3 separate regions of the Mus musculus genome follow, and regions 1 and 3 are each linked to region 2. A link is a contact called in public promoter capture Hi-C data. All regions are on one chromosome and are shown on one strand. Each heading gives the region's core, a stretch centred on a gene start, on an enhancer-like site or on the middle of the called end of the contact. The rest is flanking DNA. Distances are from core to core; before and after follow the strand shown.

Region 1 (4,211 bases), core at 1,264-3,763, 190 kb after region 2:
GATGCTGAGCGCTTCTCTCTGCCCTGATTTCTTTCCCCTTTATTCCCAATGGTGTAGCATGTGCTCCTGCTGCTCCTTGCTGGGTACAGGGGGAAGGGCAGGGCCCACCAGGATCATAAGTGCAATGAGGGTAGCATGTATCGCTGGGGAGACAGCTTAGTGTGGGTTCAGTCTCTAGCAATCAAGTGTGGTGGCACATGCTTATAACCCCAGCACTGAGGGACAGAGACAGGAGGATTCCTGGGGCACACCAGCCAGCCAGCCAGCCAGCCAGCCATCTGCCTAGTCTACTTGAAGAGTTCCAGTGATTCCGAATACGGGGCAGCTTCTAAGAAATGATACCTGAGGTTCTCCTGTAGCTACAAAGATTCCTAAGGCCAGGCCATGCTTCTCAGTAGGTGGCATGCACGAGGACATAGCTGAATCTGGATCCAGATGGCTCTTGCCAGTGTGAATGGAGGAGACTTACCTGTCCAGGTGGAAGGCAGCGATCTCCGCATTGTGCCTCTCATAGTCAGAGAAATAAAAAAAGTCAGGCGGCGTCTCCTGCTCTCTCGTCTGCCTGTAGAACACAGATAGAGACAGGAAGAGTCTGTCACAGAGGGGACTCTCTGGATTGAGGGGACAAGCAGAGGTGTGGGTGCCGCTGGAACTCAAGCTGACACCCATTTCTAGGTGTTCTGCTAATCAGCTGTCAGAGGATCATCATCGAGGGTTAAATGAAAGGGACTGTGATGGCTCAGTGGCTAAAGATGCTTGCTGCCAAAGCGAAGACCTGATTTCAACCCCCAGGACCCACATGGCCGGAGAAAAGCAATGCCTACAAATTGTCCTCTGACCTCCACATGTGCTGTGGCATGCATACTGCCCCTTCCCCCCGCCCCGGGCCCCATAAATAAGCCTATGTTTCTTTTAAAAATAAATTATAGGCAGTGGGGAGATGGTTCAAATGACTAAAATGAATGCTTTGGGACCTGAGTTTAATCTTCAGGACCCACACTTAAAAAGCCAGTTCTGGGGGGAGGTAGACCGGAGGATCCCCAGGGCGCACTGGCTAGCCAATCCAACCCTACGCCGTGAGTTTCTAACCAGCGAGGAGAAAAGAAACCCAAGGTGCACCAGGTGTGGTGGCACATGCTTTTAATCTCAGCATTCAGGAGGCAGAGGCAGGCAGATCTCTGTGAGTTCTAGGTCAGCCTGGTCTACAAGCAAGTTCAAGGTCAACCAGGGCTGCATAGTGAGACCCTAACTTTAAAACAAACAAACAAATCCAAGGTAGATGGTGTCTAAGGGTGACACCTGCTGTTGACTTGAGTCCAGGTACACACAGGCACATACATGTACGTACCCACTTGCACATGCTTGTACACACACACTCTCTCTCTCTCTCTCTCTCTCTCTCTCTCTCTCTCTCTCTCTCTCTCTAAATTATTTAAATTCCCAATGTGTCACACATTCAAGGCCCTAACCCCACAAGACTCATGGCTTCTTAGCTGTCCGTTTTGTTGCTCTGTTTCCTGAATTCTTCAGTGTAGGTCCAACACCCTATAGTAGCAGACACACTGTGTGCCAGGTGAGGACACATGCTTTTCCTGGCCCACACTTAGAAACTTCATCAGTAGGGGATTTGGGTAAAGAGCAGGCCCTGGGTTTCCATCTGTTGGGTCCTGTTGCTCTGTTCCTATGGCTGTGTATTCATTCAGTGAGGCTGGGTATTTGGTGATGACTTTTGCCCTGGCCCCAGAGGAACAGAGGTAGCACACAGCAAAGAACACATACTGTGGTCCAGGATTCCTGGTAATTCCTACTCCTGCCCCACTGCCTAACCCTGCCATGACATCTTCTCTTGGATGGCAGGTCTTGGAGGGTTGACGCCAGGCCATCTGGGGCTGTTCAAGAGCAGTGAGCAGGGAGATGCTAGCAGGCACATCAGAAGCTGCTCCCGAGCAAGAGAGGCTGCACTTGCCTCAGTCATGTCTGCGTCCCTGCTCAGAGGAATCAAAGTGGTGAGCGTTGGCCACATCTGGCCCTCTGGCAGATGGCCTGGTGTGGTTCACATCCACAACCACAGAAAGCCTTCTGCTGCACCAGGGAAGCTTTAGAGCCCTTGAGAGGAGCAAGCCTCTCAACTTAAGACACTTTCTATATCAAAGGGCATGACCCCTGAGCTCTCAGGACCCTGGGAGAGCAGCTGAGAAGAGCAGGGAGCTTGCTGAATGGACAGGGGAACCCTCAGGTCCCCACAGGGCCCTTTCTCAGTCAGGAAGTTCAAAGGTCATTTAATGCTAGCCAGGGACTCTCATGCACCCATCCCGGACTCACAGGCTGTTCAGCTTGGGTCTTGGCACCATGCCTCTGTGTGTGTGTGTGTGTGTGTGTGTGTGTGTGTGTGTGTGTGTGTGTGGTGTGCATGTGTGCACACGCGCACACGCCCATCCTCTCTAGGCACTAACACCCCTGCCTCCCACAGTGAGCAGGAGACAACCCTGGAAGGACTGGCATTTGACCTTCCCCGTCTCCTTGCCAGCCAAAGATACGGAAGCCAGGTAGCTATGAAAGGTCACCGTCACTCCACAAGAATCAAAGTTCCCTCTGCTGACGTAATTTGACCTTGATGTGGAATTGTTAGCCTGCCATTGCCCAAAGTCTTGTCTGAAGCAATGTTAGCATGAAATCTGGACCCTCCCCGGCTCCCTGCTTCCACCCTGGGCCATACATTCAAGCGAGAACTCCTCCCAGGATGTGGTCCTGGGGCTCAGCCCTGATCAGTGGGCACTTTCGGGCCTCCTAGGCCTGGATGCTCCCACAATGGAGTCCCACACACCTTCCAGCTTTAGATTCTTCCTTGCAGAGACACAGCTGAGGTTGCTGGGCCCTCCCAGTCCTCAGTCACACTGGCAGGTGAGGCTGATGCCCCCTACATTGCTGAGTGATTAGATTTATGTACAAGGTATGCACAAGTGGCCTGGGTGGGGTTCAGGTGGTGGGCAGTGGCCAACTATCTCTGATAGTTTCCTGACTTGATCAAACGTTTCCTCCTTAGTCTTCCAGAAGCCAGTGTGGGAAGGCGTGTGTGCATGCCTGTGCATATGCGCGCGTGTGTGTGTATGTGTGTGTGTGTGTGTGTGTGTGCTCGCGTGCGTTGTGAGGGGTAATAGGGGCCCATGGCTCAATGGCCACTCACTTTGACGGGCTGATGACTAGGAATGGCAGTGGCTGTACACGGGTGCATGTGAAAGCTAGAGGAAAACCCCGAGTGTTGTTTTTCGGGAGCATCCCATCTGTTTGTCTTTTGTTATTGTTTGTTTTCTCAGACAGATTCTCATGTAGTCCTGGCTGTCCTGGGGCTCACTATGTAGACCAGGCTGGCTTCAAACTCACAGAAACCTGCCTGAGTCTGCTTCCTAAATGCTGGGAGTAGAAGTTTATGCCACCAGGACAGCCTTATCCACCTTTTCTTTTCTTTTTTTTTTTTCCTTTCAGGTCTTTCATTGGCCTGGAACTCACAAAATTGGCCCGGCTGGCTGGCCAGAAAGCTCCTGGAATCTGTCTGTCTCAGACTTCCTATGCTAAAGTTACACATATGCACCCCAATGTCCTATAGTGAAAGATGAAAGAATCTGTCTCAGCCCTCCCTGGTCTCAGCCGCCTACTGTAACTAACTGTACGGGGCCTGTGCTCAGTGTTCTCTGAGGTCCATGCCTAGGCAAGCAGTTTAATGGCTGAGCTATGTTCCCAGCCTCCTCTCTCCCAGAGTGGGGGTGTCGACAGACTGATAAGCTTGTTGAATGGATATCTACCACACAGTGGCTGCTGAGGGTCCATGCAGGGCTGAGATGGTTAAGTTCTGACCACCCACAACAAGCGTGCATATGCTGACACATGCATACAGTCATACATACACACACACACACACACACACACACACACACACACAGAGGAACTCCATGTATATTAACAATGTGCACATGTGTGTGACACACAGACACCCTACGGAATAGGCTGATGGGGGGACTTTAGAGAGCAGGAGTTAAGACAAACTCCTCTGATGTTTTCTAGGTTCAGCTGTGCAGAGGGGACTTGAAAAGGCAGCCTGTGACTACCTCCCACCTACCTGAAAAGCCTCAAAGCTGGGGAATCTATCAGCAACTTTCCTCTGGACTGCATGGGCTCTGTAGGTAAAATACAGCTTGTGCGGGGCTGAGGACATG
Region 2 (3,917 bases), core at 813-3,312:
CTTGTGCAAAGATTTCAGAGAAGGTGGCCAGGCAGGCTTTAGTCTTGAAGGAGCAAGTCTCTCGGTCCCTCCAATGAAAGGCTTGAGATCCAAGGAGGCTGGGGCAGCGTGACAGAAAACACCTGGGATGTGCTTGATGCTTATCAAGCTGTGAGCCCTCAGCCAGGTGGGACAGGGGTGCCCCAGCCTTTAAGTCCCAGCCCAGCTTCCCCCGTCACTGGATGTCCATGGGGCACTTTGGGAGCCATAACCTAATGTTCTCTTGGTCAAGTTAAAGGATTGTTGTGGGAAGGTCCCAGGTCTCTGTGCTGTGAGACCTTGGGGGCTCATTCCTTTTATGTCTAGCTGAGTAGGAAGCAGAGGAGTGAGGGGCCTGGGCAAGCTGTCCACTTGCCAGCCCCTGGTTCCTCATCTAGTAGAATAGGCTCCAGTTGGGTCCATGCAGCTGACCTGCAGGAGGGACTGTGCCCTGTGCTCAGCTCAATCAGCACTGGCTTTTATCATAGACATCACTGTCCTGAGGCTTGGAGTAGAAAGACAACCCCCCCACCCCTCCTACCCCTCCTCCGTGCAGAGGAGTGATTGGATAATGGCCTGGCCAGGTGATCCTCTGCGTTAAACTTGAGGGAGCTCTGGAATGCATGGGGCACAAGTGGGAAAATGTAATATTCATAACATGTTCTGTGTGTGTGTGTGTGTGTGTGTGTGTGTGTGTGTGTGTGCGCGTGCGTGCGGGGGGGGGGGGGGTGTAGGGGTGGTTGTAGCCATTTCCTGGCCAGACAGAGGTGGCAGAGCGGCTGGAATCCTTGCATTCCCAAGGCAGGTGCTACTATAAACCGCTGTTTGTTTCTGTCTGATAACCATGGGCCTGTCTGGAAGAATGGGCCTCCCCAGCTGGAGCGGCTCATGAGTTGCTCCTCATGCAGGGGACCCCTAGGCTCAGTGGAGAAGGTTGTACTTGCCCTGCAGGCAGGGTTTGGGTCAGGCTGCAGGGCTGTAGTTAAAACCAAGCCAAGTCCCCTTCTGACAGCCTGTGCTCAGGGCCGCGTGAGGCTACCTGGTTCCCACCACAGAGGCTGTGGTGGAAGAGGAGAGCACCCACCACTGGTGTCTGTGGCCGTGGTCTCTTTCAGGCTTCTTCTTCTTTTTTTTTTTTTTTTTAAATCTAGGCAGTCTAGGAGTTTGCTGGATCACCAAAGGCAATAGACATCTTTGGAGGTTGGGGACTGTGGCATCTCTGCCTACAGCTCCTCTTGGGACTGGCTGATGTTTTTCTTTTGGAAGAAGTTCTCCCTCCCTGACCTACCTCAGGGCTCTTGAAGGGGAGAGACAGGGGTTGCCCTTCTGTTCCCTGGGGTGGAGTGTGAGACCCTGAGCTTAGGGACCGGGGATTGCATTGCTTCTGGGGACATGGTGACTTCCTGAACAGTGTTTGGGGGCTAATTTTAGTAAGGAGCCTTGTGTGAATATTGATTTTGTTGAAGCTAGCTCCTCCTATAGGGTGGCTGTGTCCCATTTCTAGGTGATTTTTTACTGTTGTGTCTTTTGTTTGTTTTGGGGTACATGGTCTTATAGCTGGGGGCTGGCGTGGAACTCATATTGTAGACAAGGCTGGACTTGAGGCAAATCCTCCAGCCTCAGCCTACCCCACCATACCCACTTGACCTCTGGCTGCCGCTGCAGAGAAAACTTTATTCTTTCATGAGCTACCTGGGTGGGTGTGACCACTGTCCCTATTTCACAGGTCAGGTTGGAGGTATCTGGATAGCATAGCCCGACCCAAATGCCCAGGTTGGCCCAGCACTCCACCAAAACATTTTGAGCAAGACCCCTGGGCAGAAGCCTGCCACATGCCTACAGCTCTCAGGGGAAGACCCTCCTTGGCTTTCACGGCCCCAAGTTGCTGTCCCTCCCGCTTTCTGACGTAGTGAAACCTCCTGGGCTGGCCCTTGACCCCTGACCCCTGGCCCCACGCCCTCCATGCTGAGCTCATACTTGGCAGACTCTGTTCACACCTGGGGCACCCATTCTACTTCCCACGCCCGCCAGGCACCCGGCACCCTTTGCACCCATGTTAACCATTAATGTAGCCAAGTCGGTAGCCACAGCAGAGTCTGGCTGAGTCTGGTCCCCAGGACTCTGAAAGCTGCCTGGCCTGGTACTCTGGCGGATGGCTGACCATAGCTTCCAAGGGTCCTCTTGGTGCCTGAGCTTTAATACCCTTGGGAGAACACTGGGGAGTGTTCTCCTGCCCAAGCTCCCCCGGTCACTCTGGGTGGGCCACGCACTGTTTCCAGCATTGAACGTCACAAGGCTGCCACTGCTAGGTGCTCTAAGCCACCCGGAGTGGGTTCAGTACTGCTGTAGCCTCAGTTTCCCTAGTGTATGGCGGGATGTGAGGTAGAGACCCCTTAGGGCTGCTCTGGGAGTCGGACACAGATTTGGCACTGGTTGTATGCAGTTCTGCAGTGCTGGGAGGGTGGCTGTTCTCTGACACTTATTCCAGGTGGCATCGAGGTTGGAACAAGCCGCCAGCCACGCTCTCCGGGTCACCTCAGGAGAGGGCTGGTTGTGCCTGATTTTTCTTTTCTATCTGTGGAGGTGACAATCCTGCCTCCTCACTCACTGGCTGGCCAGGAGGGTTAAATGAGTCCTGGTGTCTGGATTCTGAGGGAGGTGACCTAGAGGGTTCCCTAATGCCACGTCATGCTGGAATGGAGCAGGGTGCATGGCCCCAAGCTGCCTCCTGGTGCAGCAGTTGGTGGGGGCTGGAGTGGGTTAAGGAACTACTGGATGAGGGGGGAGGGAGTGTGTGGAGTTGCATTCCTCTGTTGGGAGCTGTGTGCACGACTCACAGTCTGTGGGGGTGGAGTTGGCACACTCACGACCCGAGTGTTGCGAGGATGAGGCTGTAGTGCTCCGCATCTGGCCAGGACGATGGGAGCCTTTGCCTGGGGTTCTAGAATCCGGTAGAAACTTTCTGTACCACCTGGAGGTGTGTTGCTGGGTTGGCGTGTCTCTCAGAGACCACAAGTTGGGAGGGTTCCCTCCATCAGCAAGCTTTGTAGCCACACTGCTGTTCCTAGCCAAGACTCTGGGTTCTTACTAACAAAGGGAGTAGTAGTATGTTCCACCATCCTACGTCCAGCTCACCCTTTCTTGGCTGACGCCCTTCAGATCTTTTGGGCAATTAGGAGTCTTAAGTTCCTAGTTCTCTTGCCTCCACGTCCTGAGCCCTGGGATTACAGGCTTCTGCCGCCACATTCATTCAGTTTATATGATGCTGGGGATGGAACTCAGGGCTTTGTGACTGCTGAGGAAGTGCTCTGGTAGCTGAGCCACATCCCTTGCTGTGTAGTCCAGGCTGACCTCGAGCTTCTGGCTGCTGGGACAGAAGCTGCCGGGACGGCAGCTGTAGGCCTAGTATCGTTGGGGTTTATTTCGAATGAAAGCAGACCTGAGCTCAAGGGAAGATGCCTTGAAGAGAGTTAGGTATCTGAGTCCTGGTTTGGGGTGCCCCAAGCAGGTCTCCTTTGGGTACATGGTTTTGACACTGGCTTTTGTTTCCTCGGCAGGTGGCCAAAGTGGAGTATGTCAGGAAGAAGCCAAAATTGAAAGAGGTCCAGGTGAGGTTAGAGGAACACCTGGAGTGTGCATGTGCGACCTCCAACCTGAACCCAGACCATCGGGAGGAGGAGACAGGTGAGTGGCCAACACTGTCTGATTTGCTGTGTGTGGGTCCTGAGGGATATGGGATGAGTGATCTGTCACATCTGACCCAGCCAAGCCCATCACAGCGATGGGAAAAGTTGCTTGAGTAAACAAGTCAGCAGGCCTGGATTTGCCAGCTGTCCACACTAGCTTGCAGAGTGACAGTCAGGGAAACTGCCTGCAGGTGCCACCTCCAGGTGGAACAG
Region 3 (4,081 bases), core at 1,516-4,015, 240 kb before region 2:
CAGGTAAGCAGCTGCGCATGCGCCTTTGCCAACCTCCTTCACCTGCAGACCCAGACTGGCAGGCCTGGAACTTTGGCTGAGAACAGTTGTTTGAGGCAGGCCAAGACTGTTAGAATGGGAATGGTGTCTGTGTATCATGATAAAATCAGAACACCCTTATAAGCAGACACCAGGCCCAATGGAGCAACTAACAAGACAGTGACACTGCAGAGACTAAAAGTGAATTTAGTAGTATGTTCTTGAGAAGAAAATGGAAAGCCCTAGAGCACACATTTTATAAACTGAAGCTAGATTAAGAGAAAACCCGAGTCATGGAAAAGCCTGTTACGTCCAATGCCTCCCTGGCAGTTGTCAGCTCAGTGCAGTGGACAGAATGTATTTTCACTCTGAGTGATACCCAGTTTGTTTAGGCCAGAAGAAGGCAGCTGGCTGCCCACTCAGGTACTCTTGGGTTAAGACTATGCTACCCCCATCAGCAGCACCCATCTTCATCAAGACACAAGGAACCTAGTACCACTGGAGAAAAAGCTGCAGTGATGAGGGTGACGACCGATAAGCATGAGGCAGCTAGGGGGAAGAGGCAAAGAGTGCTGTCGGTTGGACACCTCATGAGAACAAAGTAGGTGAGGGAACAGCAGACACCTTGGGGAACACTCCTTTATGGGCAACCTTAGCAGCCATGAGGTTAGAGGCTTTCAAGCCATAATTATGTCCTGTTAACACAAGGGCTCTGGAGCCTTGAGGGTCTGGGTGATGTAAGACCTTACAGATGGAATACCAAGCCAGCCTGGTAAGCACCACTAGTCTGACTACTCAGAAGGCGATGCAATTGGCGTCAGCAGGCATGGACTTTAGGATACTCTGGTGTACCAGATTAACGGCCAAGACAGGATGAGATAGGAGCTGACAGCATGTGTTCAATGAGAACACTAGCTAGCTAGTTTCAGTGAACCCTAAAATCAGACAACTTCCTTCTAGCAAAGTACTGTATATAATTATGGCTTTAGTTTACAAAGATGATATTTTACATCAGAATTAATCTTGCAGATATAGACCAGAACTGTGATAGTTTGGATAAGAATGGCTTGCATAGTCTCATATACAATGCTTAGTCCCCATGGAGTAGAACTATTTGAGAAGGATTAGGAGGAATGGCTTTGTTGATGGAATAATCCCCTGAAATTGTACACAAGTCTCTGATTAAATGTTTTTGTTTTTAAGAGTTGCTTTGGTCATTGTGTCTCTTTACAGCAACAGAACAGTGACTAAGGTTCCCCTTCCTCAACACACATTCACCCTCAGATTCTAGCTGCTAGGTAAGGGAGCCTCACAGCTCAGGGAGTGTTTGATCCTGTAGTATGGTAGGAAGAGCAAAGGCTGTCTGCTGCTATTCTGTATGCAAAGGACCAGACTGTCCTGCAAGAGACACATGGAAGGCTAAGAGAAAACAGAAACTGTTCCACTCACACTGCTTACTATGGGCTGGATATGAAATGACGCCACAGGGTATGTGGATAAAGGCTTCATCTCTAGCTGCAGGAGCTGATCTGAAGCATTCTGGAAACAATAGGTAGGGCCTGAGACTGTGCCTTTCAAAGTTATGCTTGGTCTCCAATTATTTCCATGTTCTCTGTCCTGGTTCATCAATGAGGTAAGCAACTCAGCTCGATTATACATCCCATGGTCCAGAATCAACAGCCAAGGACCACAGCCTGAGACCCGCAAAACTGTGAGTCCAATTACACCTTCCCCAAAGGCTTCTGACCCGTATTTTTCCACTGATGAGAAGGTTGACACACTGTGAAAGAAACTCACATAAGTCTCTACATAACACATAAGCTCAGAAGTATCTAGAAGGTTCTCACACGTTCTCTGTGTGCTGGGCAATGAAGAATTCGAAATCTTGATAGCACAGCAGCGTCTGGGACAGAGATACAAAAGGAAAGGGAAGAAAGAGGGGACCAGCTCCCCTACTGACCTCCAAATGAAGAACCGGACTTGACAGTTTCCAGGTCTCTACTGTTTATCTGCTGTATCCCCAGTTCTGTAGGGACTGTAGTTTAGTGTGTCACCAGCTACCCAGGTTGTCCAGGCTATAACCTATTACCCCTAAGCATGGTTTCCATTCATAAGGACACCTAGAGCCGGATGCAGGAGGGACCCTGCATCCCACTCCAGGCAGCATAAACCCCTGAATCCTGAAGCATTTTTAGTAGCTGTGTTTACAGGCTCCATCCAGGACAGGAAGAACAAAGTGGCAGATGAAGACACAGACGCTAGTTATAAGTCTCAAAGACTATCCTGAGAAAAAAAGTAACAGCTCTTATAGACCCACTCTCCAAGAACTTAGTTATTAGAAAAAAAATTAAATTTTACATTGAGCAGGGGTGGGGCTGGCAGAATTTTATGTGCAGGTCAGAGGACAACTTTGAACAACAATTCTCTCTTCCCATCATTTGTTTCCCAGGGATAGGAGTCAATTCATTGGACTTGGTAGTTATATGTGATTTAACCCATTAAGCCTGTGGAATCCATAGACCCTCGAATTCACTTTGTAGCCTAGGCAAGTCTCTAACCTACTGTCTCTGCTCTATTGAGTGGCAGCTGCTGTCACAGACACACACACATATACACACATAGAGTTCCTCAAAGAGGGAAGCCTGACACACACCCTTCCTTCCTTCCTTCCTGCCGTAGCAACTAGCGTCCTGAAGCCATGTCCTGTGCCCTATACTGGGTCCCTCCCAGCCTCCAGGGACCCTTTCTTATTAGTCACTTCTTTCAATCTCCACACCTTAGGTTCTCCTGTGGGTCCTACCACAGCATCCAGACTCATATCAGGGCCCTGACGTGAAAAGTAACAAATATACTTAGCCACATGGTGCCCCAGTCCAGCAGAGCAGCTCACCCCCGAGGCCCTGGCTTCAAGCAGCTGACTCAGTGTTCAGTCCCACCACTGGGCTTTCTATGTATTTGGCCTGCTACAGCCTCCTGGCTCCTAGGCACACTGAGGCTGGCTAACTGCAGTCACCTCACCCCCTGTAGGCAGCCTCCCTCCCTCCCTCCTCCCAGAGAGAAAGTAGGACTGTCTACAGAGCATACAGTTCAAGACCAGAGGGCTTCTGGGAGAGGTTTCCTCTCTGAGGGAGGCAAAGGCAGCTGCTGTGACCCTTGTGAGCAGCTGACTGGGCTGACAACAGGTGGGTCCAAGAACAACACAAGCCACCTCAATCCTCCAAGAGGAGCCTCGAGTCTTCTCTAGACAATGACACAAGACTCTATCATAGCACTGGGCATGGAGCCATGCCAGGCTAGCAACACATAACTGAACTTCAGCACAGCCTCGTAAGATCCTCTCAACAAATAAAGTCAGCAGCTGCAGAGATAAATCCGTTAGTAAAGTGCTTGGAATACAAGCGGCAGTTTAATCCCCAGCACCCACAAAAAGTAAGAATGGGTAGCCTGTGAGTGTAACCCCAGTACCAGGCAGATCCCTACCAGCCAGCCTACCTCAGTCAATGAGTCTCAGGTTAGGATCCTGTCTCAAAAATAAGGTAGAGCCAGGCATGATGGCGCACACCTTTAATCCCAGCACTTGGGAGGCAGAGGCAGGCAGATTTCTGAGTTCGAGGCCAGCTTGGTTTACAAAGTGAGTTCCAGGACAGCCAGGGCTACTCTCTATAAGCCAGGCTGGTGTGTGTGTGTGTGTGTGTGTGTGTGTGTGTGTGTGTGTGTGTGTGTGTGCATGTATGTATATATGTATGTATGTATGTATGTATGTATGTATGTATTTAGAGATAGGGTCTGAATTACCCTGGAACTCTCTGTACTGGCTAGTTTTGTGTCAACTTGACACAGCTGGAGTTATCACAGAGAAAGGAGCTTCAGTTGAGGAAATGCCTCCATGAGATCCAACTGTAAGGCATTTTCTCAATTAGTGATCAAGGGGGAAAGGCCCCTTGTGGGTGGGACCATCTCAGGGCTGGTAGTCTTAGCTCTATAAGAGAGCAGGCTGAGCAAGCCAGGTGAAGCAAGCCAGTAAAGAACATCCCTCCATGGCCTCTGCATCAGCTCCTGCTCC

What was found. Promoter capture Hi-C pulls out the DNA fragments that hold promoters and counts their contacts. Capture Hi-C pulls out chosen DNA fragments and counts their contacts.
Region 1: a contact with region 2 is called in a promoter capture Hi-C map of liver, with 2.8 times the contacts expected there. The contact joins two enhancer-like sites. A contact is called at or near these places in 3 of 39 promoter capture datasets (3T3-L1-derived adipocytes and liver) and 1 of 9 other capture datasets (adipose tissue).
Region 3: a promoter capture Hi-C map of adipose tissue shows a contact between it and region 2, with 2.4 times the contacts expected there. The contact joins two enhancer-like sites. A contact is called at or near these places in 1 of 39 promoter capture datasets (pre-B cells), 1 of 484 Hi-C or Micro-C datasets (bone marrow-derived macrophages) and 2 of 9 other capture datasets (adipose tissue and macrophages).

The regions. Positions count from the first base shown.
Region 1 is chr5:138,789,538-138,793,748 of GRCm38.p6, reverse strand. It overlaps Fam20c (family with sequence similarity 20, member C), which reads right to left. Exons shown (of 10, transcript NM_030565.6): 4 at 470-562. Among named protein-coding and RNA genes, the nearest start is that of Gm5294, 28 kb to the left of the region's middle. Within about 2 kb of position 2,513, at least 3 of the 459 cell types and tissues checked have an H3K27ac peak or open chromatin away from gene starts, as enhancers often do. A contact at or near this core is called in liver, where this site is marked.
Region 2 is chr5:138,978,931-138,982,847 of GRCm38.p6, reverse strand. It overlaps Pdgfa (platelet derived growth factor, alpha), which reads left to right. Exons shown (of 6, transcript NM_008808.4): 5 at 3,576-3,702. Among named protein-coding and RNA genes, the nearest start is that of Pdgfa, 14 kb to the left of the region's middle. Within about 2 kb of position 2,062, at least 43 of the 459 cell types and tissues checked have an H3K27ac peak or open chromatin away from gene starts, as enhancers often do. A contact at or near this core is called in adipose tissue and liver, where this site is marked.
Region 3 is chr5:139,219,410-139,223,490 of GRCm38.p6, reverse strand. The region is part of intron 2 of Sun1 (Sad1 and UNC84 domain containing 1); the gene reads right to left. Among named protein-coding and RNA genes, the nearest start is that of Sun1, 21 kb to the right of the region's middle. Within about 2 kb of position 2,765, at least 24 of the 459 cell types and tissues checked have an H3K27ac peak or open chromatin away from gene starts, as enhancers often do. A contact at or near this core is called in adipose tissue, where this site is marked.